3 separate regions of the Sus scrofa genome follow, and all the other regions are linked to region 3. A link is a contact called in public HiChIP or PLAC-seq data. All regions are on one chromosome and are shown on one strand. The core of a region is the stretch at or near the end of the contact, and the rest is flanking DNA. Distances in the headings are between cores, read along the strand shown.

What was found. HiChIP or PLAC-seq counts read pairs in DNA pulled down with a chosen protein or histone mark.
Region 1: an H3K27ac HiChIP or PLAC-seq map of skeletal muscle shows a contact between it and region 3. The contact joins two enhancer-like sites. A contact is called at or near these places in 5 of 47 Hi-C or Micro-C datasets (fetal heart ventricle, mesenteric adipose tissue, retroperitoneal adipose tissue and 1 more) and 1 of 2 datasets of contacts at active chromatin or transcription factors (skeletal muscle).
Region 2: an H3K27ac HiChIP or PLAC-seq map of skeletal muscle shows a contact between it and region 3. The contact joins two enhancer-like sites. A contact is called at or near these places in 1 of 47 Hi-C or Micro-C datasets (liver) and 1 of 2 datasets of contacts at active chromatin or transcription factors (skeletal muscle).

The regions. Positions count from the first base shown.
Region 1 is chr12:10,388,773-10,391,680 of Sscrofa11.1, forward strand. No RefSeq gene overlaps it. Among named protein-coding and RNA genes, the nearest start is that of KCNJ2, 33 kb to the left of the region's middle. Within about 2 kb of position 1,574, at least 20 of the 83 cell types and tissues checked have an H3K27ac peak or open chromatin away from gene starts, as enhancers often do. A contact at or near this core is called in skeletal muscle, where this site is marked.
Region 2 is chr12:10,858,597-10,861,642 of Sscrofa11.1, forward strand. No RefSeq gene overlaps it. Among named protein-coding and RNA genes, the nearest start is that of MAP2K6, 160 kb to the right of the region's middle. Within about 2 kb of position 1,360, at least 9 of the 83 cell types and tissues checked have an H3K27ac peak or open chromatin away from gene starts, as enhancers often do. A contact at or near this core is called in skeletal muscle, where this site is marked.
Region 3 is chr12:10,605,191-10,608,052 of Sscrofa11.1, forward strand. No RefSeq gene overlaps it. Among named protein-coding and RNA genes, the nearest start is that of KCNJ16, 68 kb to the left of the region's middle. Within about 2 kb of position 1,306, at least 11 of the 83 cell types and tissues checked have an H3K27ac peak or open chromatin away from gene starts, as enhancers often do. A contact at or near this core is called in skeletal muscle, where this site is marked.

The DNA of each region.
Region 1 (2,908 bases), core at 324-2,823, 220 kb before region 3:
CCAATTTGTATTCTCACCAACCATGTAGGAAGGTTCCCTTTGGGTGAGACTTTTTTAAATGCCCTCATTTTGTTTACATTTCAGAGAAGATGAAGCTCATTCATCATTTTTCTTACCAGCTGTTTCCCACATTGTTTTCCTTGCCCACACTCTAGCCTTTCTAAAAAAATTAATGACCAATTAACAGTTCTGTTCAGAAGCACTTCTAGAAAATAATGGGCTTCTGTTTAGCAAAGGGTCTTTTTTTTTTCTTCTTTTTTAGGGCCACACCCAGGCATATGGGGGTTCCTAGGCTAGAGGTCGACTCAGACCTGTAGCTGCCAACCTGTACCACAGCCACAGCCGTGCCAGATCCAAGCCATGTCTGTGACCTATACCACAATTCCTGGCAACACCAGATCTTTAACCCACTGAGCAAGGCCAGAGATCGCACCTACGTCCTCATGGATACGAGTCAGATTCGTTTCTACGGAGCCACGGCAGAAACTCCCCAGCAAAGGGTCCTGCAGTGATCACTTTTCCCATTTAATGATTACAAATGGAAACTGTGTCAACCTCCAGCAGCATCAGGACTGATTGTGGCCTCTGCTGATTCTGGAGAGCCCTGGTCCTTCGTAGCTGTGATTTCTTCCTCTGCTGCCCCTCCATGGCTTTGTCTCTGTCGGCAGATGAACTTTCCCTTGGGTATAAAATGGATTCTGACTGGATGAGCTGATGTCCCTTTGGTGTTCTGAAGAATCTTTGATTCTGGAATTGGTAGCGACTGGCAGAGGCTACCACTTACCTTAACTCTACCCCTGTGGCCTCCCTTGAAAAGCGGGTATCAAACAGCATCGAGAGGCAGCACAGCACGCAAGAAGTAATTGCTCGCCAACGCGTACTTCTAATGCAAACAGAGAGCCTTTAGCCACAGTGCATGGGACTGGAGCATTTTATGTGAAAATGTGAAGTTTTCTGATCACTTTCTGTAAAGAAGTTTTCACAGGGTCTGAACCTCTTGGGGCTCTTTCTATCTCAAGTTCAAGTTACTTAGATAGTGATGAAGAATGTTTTATAGGCCCCAGTGGTAAATGATAGACTAGAGAAAAAGCATTCTTGGGCTATGGAATGCAGCAAAACTTAATCTCTCTGTTTGGCTTTTCATCCACCGGGCTTGCTGAAAACTTTAAATGATTAACCTTTCTCTCTTCAGCCTGCAAGGTCTCCAAAGTTTCCATCGAGAGCCTGACATCAGAGATCACCCAGCTCAGGGGGTCTTAATTATTTAGAAGACCCTCAATCTCAGTCTAGTGGCTTTTTCTTGGGATGATAGACAGACTCTAGACCCAGGATCCTTTTCCTTTGCAGTATTTATAAAGCAGAATAAATCAATGAGACCAAACAGCAAAAGGCAATCGTTTATTTTTAAATATCCCCTGCTAAGTGGTTGAATGGTTAGATTCCTTATAGTTGGTCGGCAACTCAGAGTCTACTAAACTTTGAAACATTCAGCCATGTTGACCTAAGCTTCCAAACTCTGTATAAAAGATCCCAAACCACAGGCCTGGACATGCCCCAAGGAAAGGAGCAGAGGGTGACATGATGTAGCAAGATGCTGCTTGCCCTCGTCCAAATCTCATGACCCAACCACACAGCCCTAACAGGATCATGTTAAGTTGCTTTAGTAAACTAAGAGCCGTGAAAGAGGAACTTGGGAATTGACTGGGACATAAGGTTTTTCTTACTGAAGAAAAGCTCCAAAGCCATGCAGACGAATGACGGTGTCCAGGCAACACTGGGCTTCTGCCTCTTCAGGAAAATGTCCCTGTAGGAGGGCTTGCTTGCCCTCTGGCCACAGAATTATCAGAGCAGCGTCTCAGTTACCCACTTTCATTTTCAAAGGTCTCCCATCCAAAAGAGCCTTTGCTGAGAATTTGCCAAGAGCCTCCCTCCTGCTTTATCGGTGTTCCTCCTCTTTGCATTCTGCGTGCGGTACTCAAAAATTTTTTCTCCAGAGTAAGGGTCATACTGCTCCTTTAAAAATGAAAGTGAGAGGGAGAGGGAGGCGAGACAGGGAAAGCAGCCACACTAAATTTAGAATTGGGGTAGGGCTTGGTGATTTACAGAGTACCAAGGGTGTGGAAGGGAGGTTTCTAGAAGTCCACAGGCTAAGCTTGGCTTCCAAAAGAACTCAGGGGCTTATACACATGCCTCCCAGAACATTCAGAAGAGAAGAATCGATGCCTGTGACAGATGGAACTCATGGAATATTTTAAACTGGGTCGAATTTGGTGCCCCATCACTAACAAGAGTGGTCCAGAGAACCTGCTTGGCACGTATCCTTCCAAGGAGTTAGGTGTGAATATTTAATATGAAACCTGGGTTCAGAGCCCACGTGGGTGAACTCGGGCAGTTTGGTCTCCCCCGGAGGTCCTGAGACACAGCATCAGTGGAGTTTTGCTTTTCTGCCCAAGCTGTGCAGTGCTTGCTGGCCTGAGTCTCTGCGGCTTTCAGGTCACTAGTGCTAGTGACAGTCCCATTAAAACAGGGCATGTAATTCTGCAGGAGGGAAGGAAGAAGATAAAGAGAAACCTGGCAGTAGGCCTGGTCAATCCTCTTATCAGGGTCACTCAGCCCTCAGCGTCTCGGAGGGATTTCCAGGCCAAAAGTCATTCTTTTGTATTTGTTTTATAATCATAGTGGCACTTCCTCAACTCCCCCATAAAACATGTGCTTTCCACAGAGACCAACTCCATCAAATGTCATTTCCAAGTTCAAGTTGGACATAACCAGCTCATCTTTTTTTCCTTCCCGGGCTCTGTTTCCTAGGTAATCCCCTCCAGATACATGGTTCACTCTGTCAGTTTGAAATCATATTGATTGTCACCCCTGCACAAGTCTGGAGATGTGCAGTATTTCCTACTTGTCC
Region 2 (3,046 bases), core at 110-2,609, 250 kb after region 3:
TACTCACTTGTGATGGAACATGATGGAGGATAATATGAGAAAAAGAATATATATATATATATATATATATATATGTATATATATATCACTGGCCTCGCTCAGCGGGTTAAAGGATCCAGCGTTGCCATGAGCTGTGGTGTAGGTTGCAGACTTGCCTCGGATCTGGTGTTGCTATGGCTGTAGTAAAGGCTGGCAGCTGCAGATCCAATTCAACTCCTAGCCTGGGGACTTCCATATGCTGCAGGTGCGGCCCTAAAAAGAAAAATGAAAAAAAATTAGGGAAAAGATACAGGGTACTCACACATTGTTTACTTTTGTCTTTATATCTGCCTATTCTATTTCAGTTATCTTATCTATATATTCACTTCAAAATCAGGGATAACAAACTATAATTTTCAAGCCCTTTATATACCTAGCCCCTTATAATTTACAAAGCAATTTCCCATATTTTATTCCAGAGTGAAAACTAGGTCTCCAGTTCACGGAAGCCATTGTTTCACATAGTTTTATGCCAAAAACAATAATTTCTCTCTTTGCCTGTGACTTTCCTTTTTTAAAAAAAAAAATTATTAATGATGTGTTAGGTCCAGGTGTACAGCAAAGTGATTCAGTTATACAAATACATGTGTCCATTCCTTTTCAGATTCTCTTCCCAGATAGGTTATTACACATTATCGAGTCAATTTCCCTGTGTTATGAATTGATGCGAATTTCTTTTAAATATTTCAAAAAACAGAAGTAGACAAGTTACTCAAATCCACCCAGATGTTTGAGTTCAGCAGCCACAATCAAACAGAGAGGCAAATGTGGTTTTCTTTTATTTCACTCCCCTTGAACGTTTTCACCACCCTTTGAAAGGGCTGCCTATTCTGGATAACACTCTGCTTGGCGTACAAGAAAGAGATGCAACGTGCTCAGAGCGGCTGTTTTCAGGACTAGGAAATTGAAAATTTTCAGCATCTTCCCCAAGCTCCGTTGGGTGGGTCTTTCATGTGAGCAGGAAGGAAGCGGCTGACAACTTTCTCGTCTTTATGGAAGGTGGACTTTATTTCCAGCTCTCGGGTCAAAAGGTGGCGGAAAGAAAACAAAACCACTTAGAGATAAAGACTAAAAATAATGTCCTGTGGGGTGAATCAACACAGTTTGGGACCCTGAAGGCAGCAACAAGGCAAGGATGTGCGTAGGGCTAAATCTGCGTCATCCTTAACAGGTGGTCGTGACCAGAATCAAGACGCCTGGACAAGAGAGGAAGGAGTTCTGCAAACAGGTGTGCTGGAGGGAAGGCGTGGGGAGGGGAGAGGAAGAAGCCATTTAAACAAGCCTGGGCTTGGAGCCCAGACACTTTCCCAGCAGTTCACCTCTGGGAGAGCCCGGGGGCCGGGCAAGGGCTGGGCAGGAGCTAAATTTGATCCGGGGTTTTGTGGTTTGGGTGATGCACTTTGAGTTTAAAATAGAAGTAGAAGTGTTTATGCAGTTGGGCTTTCTTTCTCTTTGCATTTGTTACTTTAGAAGAAATAAACCTATGATTCACAGACGAATGCCCCCCCTCCAAAAGGAACTCTCCTTCGGTGATTTCCTACTTTATAGGAAGCAGTGTGAGAATGCGTTCAAAAATCACCCTAGAGACATCCATTAATAGACTTTTCATGATGAGTATGATGACTTTCTTTTTTTTTAACAATTCTTTTTTTGTCTTTTTGTCTTTTTGCCTTTTCTAGGGCCACTCCCCTAGCATACGGAGATTCCCAGGCTAGGGGTCTAATCGGAGCTGTAGCCACTAGCCTACGCCAGAGCCACAGCAAGGCAGGATCCAAGCCGCATCTGCAACCTACACCATAGCTCACGGCAACGCCGGATCCTTAACCCACTGAGCAACGCCAGGGATCAAACCTGAAACCTCATGGTTCTTAGATTTGTTAACCACTGAGCCATGACGGGAACTCCTGATTTTCTTTCATGAGATAGCACTTTAATTGCACTTTTAGAATTTCCTAATTCTAATTCCTTTAGAATGTACTTTTAGAACATTTTCGTTTGGATATAGAACCATCCTGGGAGGTAGACATGCTGGTTATTGTTAACTATATATTACAACTTAGGAAACTGGGGTCTGATAAATTAAAGGATTGTATGTGTCCTTATGGACTAAGCCATAATGATCACACATGCACACGCACACATGCACACACAGAGGCCAGTCAGAATCATGTATCTGCTAACTGCACCATTGGGCACATTGCCTCCAAACGGGAACACTGGAACTAGATACTAAGGAGCATAGTGCAAAAAAGTAATACTGAATACAAGAGGTATGAAAAAGAATCTGGCCTACATGGATTTAGTAACAAGCTAGATCCCTCAGGCATCTGAGCAGAAATAGCTCCCAAGGCTTTTCCAGTGGTCTACGAGATAGCTCCACCAGCATGTCCCACTGGTGCTAGACATCAGGCCTGTGTGTTCAAAGCGTGACTGATCATCTTTCTTTATTCCCATGGCCTTGGTTTCCTGGCTTCCCTCCATTTCTACGTCAGTGACTCCTCCATTTTCTCAGACACAGATTTTCTCAGGCAATTTTTCCGCCCTCCTTGCCTCTGACCTTCAATCACCCCTCTAGCTTTAACCCCCGAGGTGACTCTCACATTGCCCTCTCTTACATCCTAAGACAGTCTGTCATCCCTCTTACCCAGACAACTGTAATCACTGCCTCCCTCTTCTTGCGTCTCCAGATCCATTCCGGCTCCCATGCATCTCATGCACCATTCCAGCCCATCATCCACTGAATCATTAAATGTGGCTCATTATACCCTCACTTTTCTCAGCATCCTTCACTTGCCATAGAATAAAATCTAAGCATGTTGGCCATGACATGTGAGGCCAATTCATGGTCTTCAATTATGCTTTTAAGAAAACCCACAATCTAACAATATAAAAGACCATCTTCCCTTAGCCAAGCCTTCTTATCTCAATGTCTATGACCCCAACTGCTACATCTCCCTTCTGTGTCTACAGAAACATCAGCATCGTTCAGGAACCAGTTTAGAGCTCC
Region 3 (2,862 bases), core at 56-2,555:
TCCCTCTCGCTTACAGCAGTGCCCTGCATGGCCCCTGAAGATACTGGAATTTTCTACCAGTGACTCAAACCAACACACCAAGCGGTAGGTGGCTATGGGGCAACACAGGGTGCTAAAAAGAAGTCCATGGTGTCAGACAGATGTGGGTTCACACCCCAGGCCGTCATTTACCATGTGCATCTGTGTGAGCGCAGCTGTCCCTCGCCTTCCCCAGCTGTCCGATGGGGAGAAGAGTACCCTCCCTGAGCTGGTGCTGTGAGACCACCGTGAGAGACGACATGCATTGTACACAAGCATAGCAAGCGCTGGACGTGTGGTCATTATCCTAGGGCAGGAATTGGCACACTTTTTCTGTAAAAGGCAAGAGGATTTAATGTGCTAGGGTTTGCAGACCATAGACTGTCCCAACTATTCAGCTCTGCCGTGGCAGCACAAAAGCAGCCCTAGAGAATGTGTAAGAGAAAAAGCATCTCAACAAAATTGTACTCACAAACCTCGGTGGAGGTCAGCTTGCCACTGGGCTACAGTTTGACAGTGTGCTCCTCTCTGTGACGGAGCCTTTGCTATGATGCTTCCCAACCACCACCCCTCCCCATTCTGCTCTATCTCATCTCCTCAATGCCTACAAAAAAAAAAAAAAAAAAAAAAAAAAAAGTCTTTAGCTATGAGCAAAGACTATTTCATGCTCTTTTTTTGGCCACGCCCATGGCATGTGGAAGTTCCCGGGCCAGGGATCTGAGCCAGAGTGGCAAGCCAAACCACTGCCATGACAACGTCAGATCTTTAACATACGGCACCATCTGAACTCCTATTTCATGTGCTCTTAATCCATGCTGTCAGGTGGCATCATGGTGATGCTAGCTGCTGCTCTCAGAGTCCCCATCAGACATGAATAAGTGGCTTCTGTGGTGGCCTCCTTTGACGTCACAGAAAGCAGGGCCCCAGCAGGAGAGGCATCCCCAGCAAGGCTGGGCTTTCCTTGGTCAGGCATCTGGCAAACATAGGCTGGACGGTGATCATCCCTGGACTTCTGGAATCCAGGAACAACCCAGCTGCTTCTCCGCAGCAAGTTCAAGGACACGGACAGATGGGTAAAGGTGCCCGGACTGAAGTCAGTCTCGTGGCTCCAGGCCAACCTCTGAGGGAACAGGAAGGCTTCTAAGCCCTTGGCATCGAGCGCCCCCCGGGCAGCTCTGCACATTTCCCATCCTTTGACCTAATCAGAGCTTTGATTTGCAGGCCTTGAGGGAGAAGCTGCTGGGTTGTTCCCACTGGGTTATTTTTGGGAGCTGGCAGGAGAAAGGGAAGAGAGAGAGGTCACCACCGGCCCCGCTGGGCAGTGCCGCACAGGCCCCTGAGTAAGCCGCGGAGCAGGCTTAGGTCATTTCCTCTGCCAGAGCTCCCGGTCAGGCAGCACCAGAAACTCCCGAGCGGGGCCAAAGAGGGAGGAAGCGGAGGTCTCCATCCTCCTTGAGAAATAACCTTTTTTCCCCCATGTTCCCCACTTTCACCAGAAGGGATCTGATGAAATTTCAACAAAACTTGCATGCTTTGGGGAAGACAAAAAGAAGGCCAAATTCACAGACAAAATGGAGAAATCAAAATGACAGAAATACTCATTGTTCCTCTACCTCTTCAATTTTTTTTTGTTTTTGTTTTTTTTTTAAGCAGGACATTAGCAGAGTTTGCCTCTAATCATGAAGAATAAGTCAGCTCAGCAAACCTCCGCCAGCCTGGGGATAAGAGGCGTCTTAATTATGAGGCGTTGCATGAGGGGGATCAATGAGCAGGAGATCTACTGTGACATCCCTCAGAACAGTCACAGGAGCTGCCACCAAAGGCTCTTCTCCAGGGCTGGCTTCATCAGTGTGAGCTGGGTCGTTGGACAGGGCCTTACGCTTAAAAGGGCTCCATCCTTGGTCCATCCCGGATTTAATGCTCTGTGGCGGCCACCGTTTGAAATCTTCGATACATTGCCCCACATTTTCATGCTGCACTGGGCAGCAAATGACATGGTCTGCCTGCTCTTCTTCCCCGAAAACAGTGTTTCTTATCCCTTTTTCCCCCTCCATTTCTATCCTCTCAAAGAGTCTTTTTAGACATTTTTTTACCCCTTTTCTGTAAAAGAAGTAATCTCCAATACTCTCTTAATGCGGAACACCACTACGACTTCCTGAAAACATAGGCAGAAGCAACAAAAATAGACATACAACCGCTATACTGAAACAACTTTAGCAAAGGTTTACTGTGGGGCTGGTAACCTTAAGTGGCCACAGAGGTGAAGCAGGTAGCACGAGTGAGTAAAGACAATAGAAAGAGGTAGAAGACAGGCTAATGTAAACTCAGGAGGGCATGTCCTGAGTGAAAGGGGCTGTGGACAGTCCACCCTGCTGGCTGTTGCTGCATAGGAGTGCAGCTCCAGTATCATTAGATATTATGATTCAAAAGAACTCCCCTAAAAATCCTTATGTACAATGATGCTAATGTGTAGACGTGGACAACTGTGGCGGGCAGATCCTGCTGGTAGCCTCCATGATTCCTGCTGTCTGTGTTCATAGCCCTCTGTGATTCCCCTCGCCCTGTTGGTGGGTAGAACCTGTGACTTGCTTCTTGCCAACAGAGTATAACAAAGGTGAAGCCATTTTTCGGATTCCATTAAGGCCCCAAACCAGTTGGTTTTGAATTGATCAAAAAGCAGAGGATGGTGGGTGGGCCTGGATTAATCAGGCGAAAAGTCCCTCAATGAGGACGGACCTCTCTCTGAGATGAGATGGCCTGGTGGCTTAACCAAGGATGTGCCCATGTTGGAGAAGTCCCTGGAACCAAGGTCTCAGGAACCTGAATTCTAGGTTGCACAGCTAT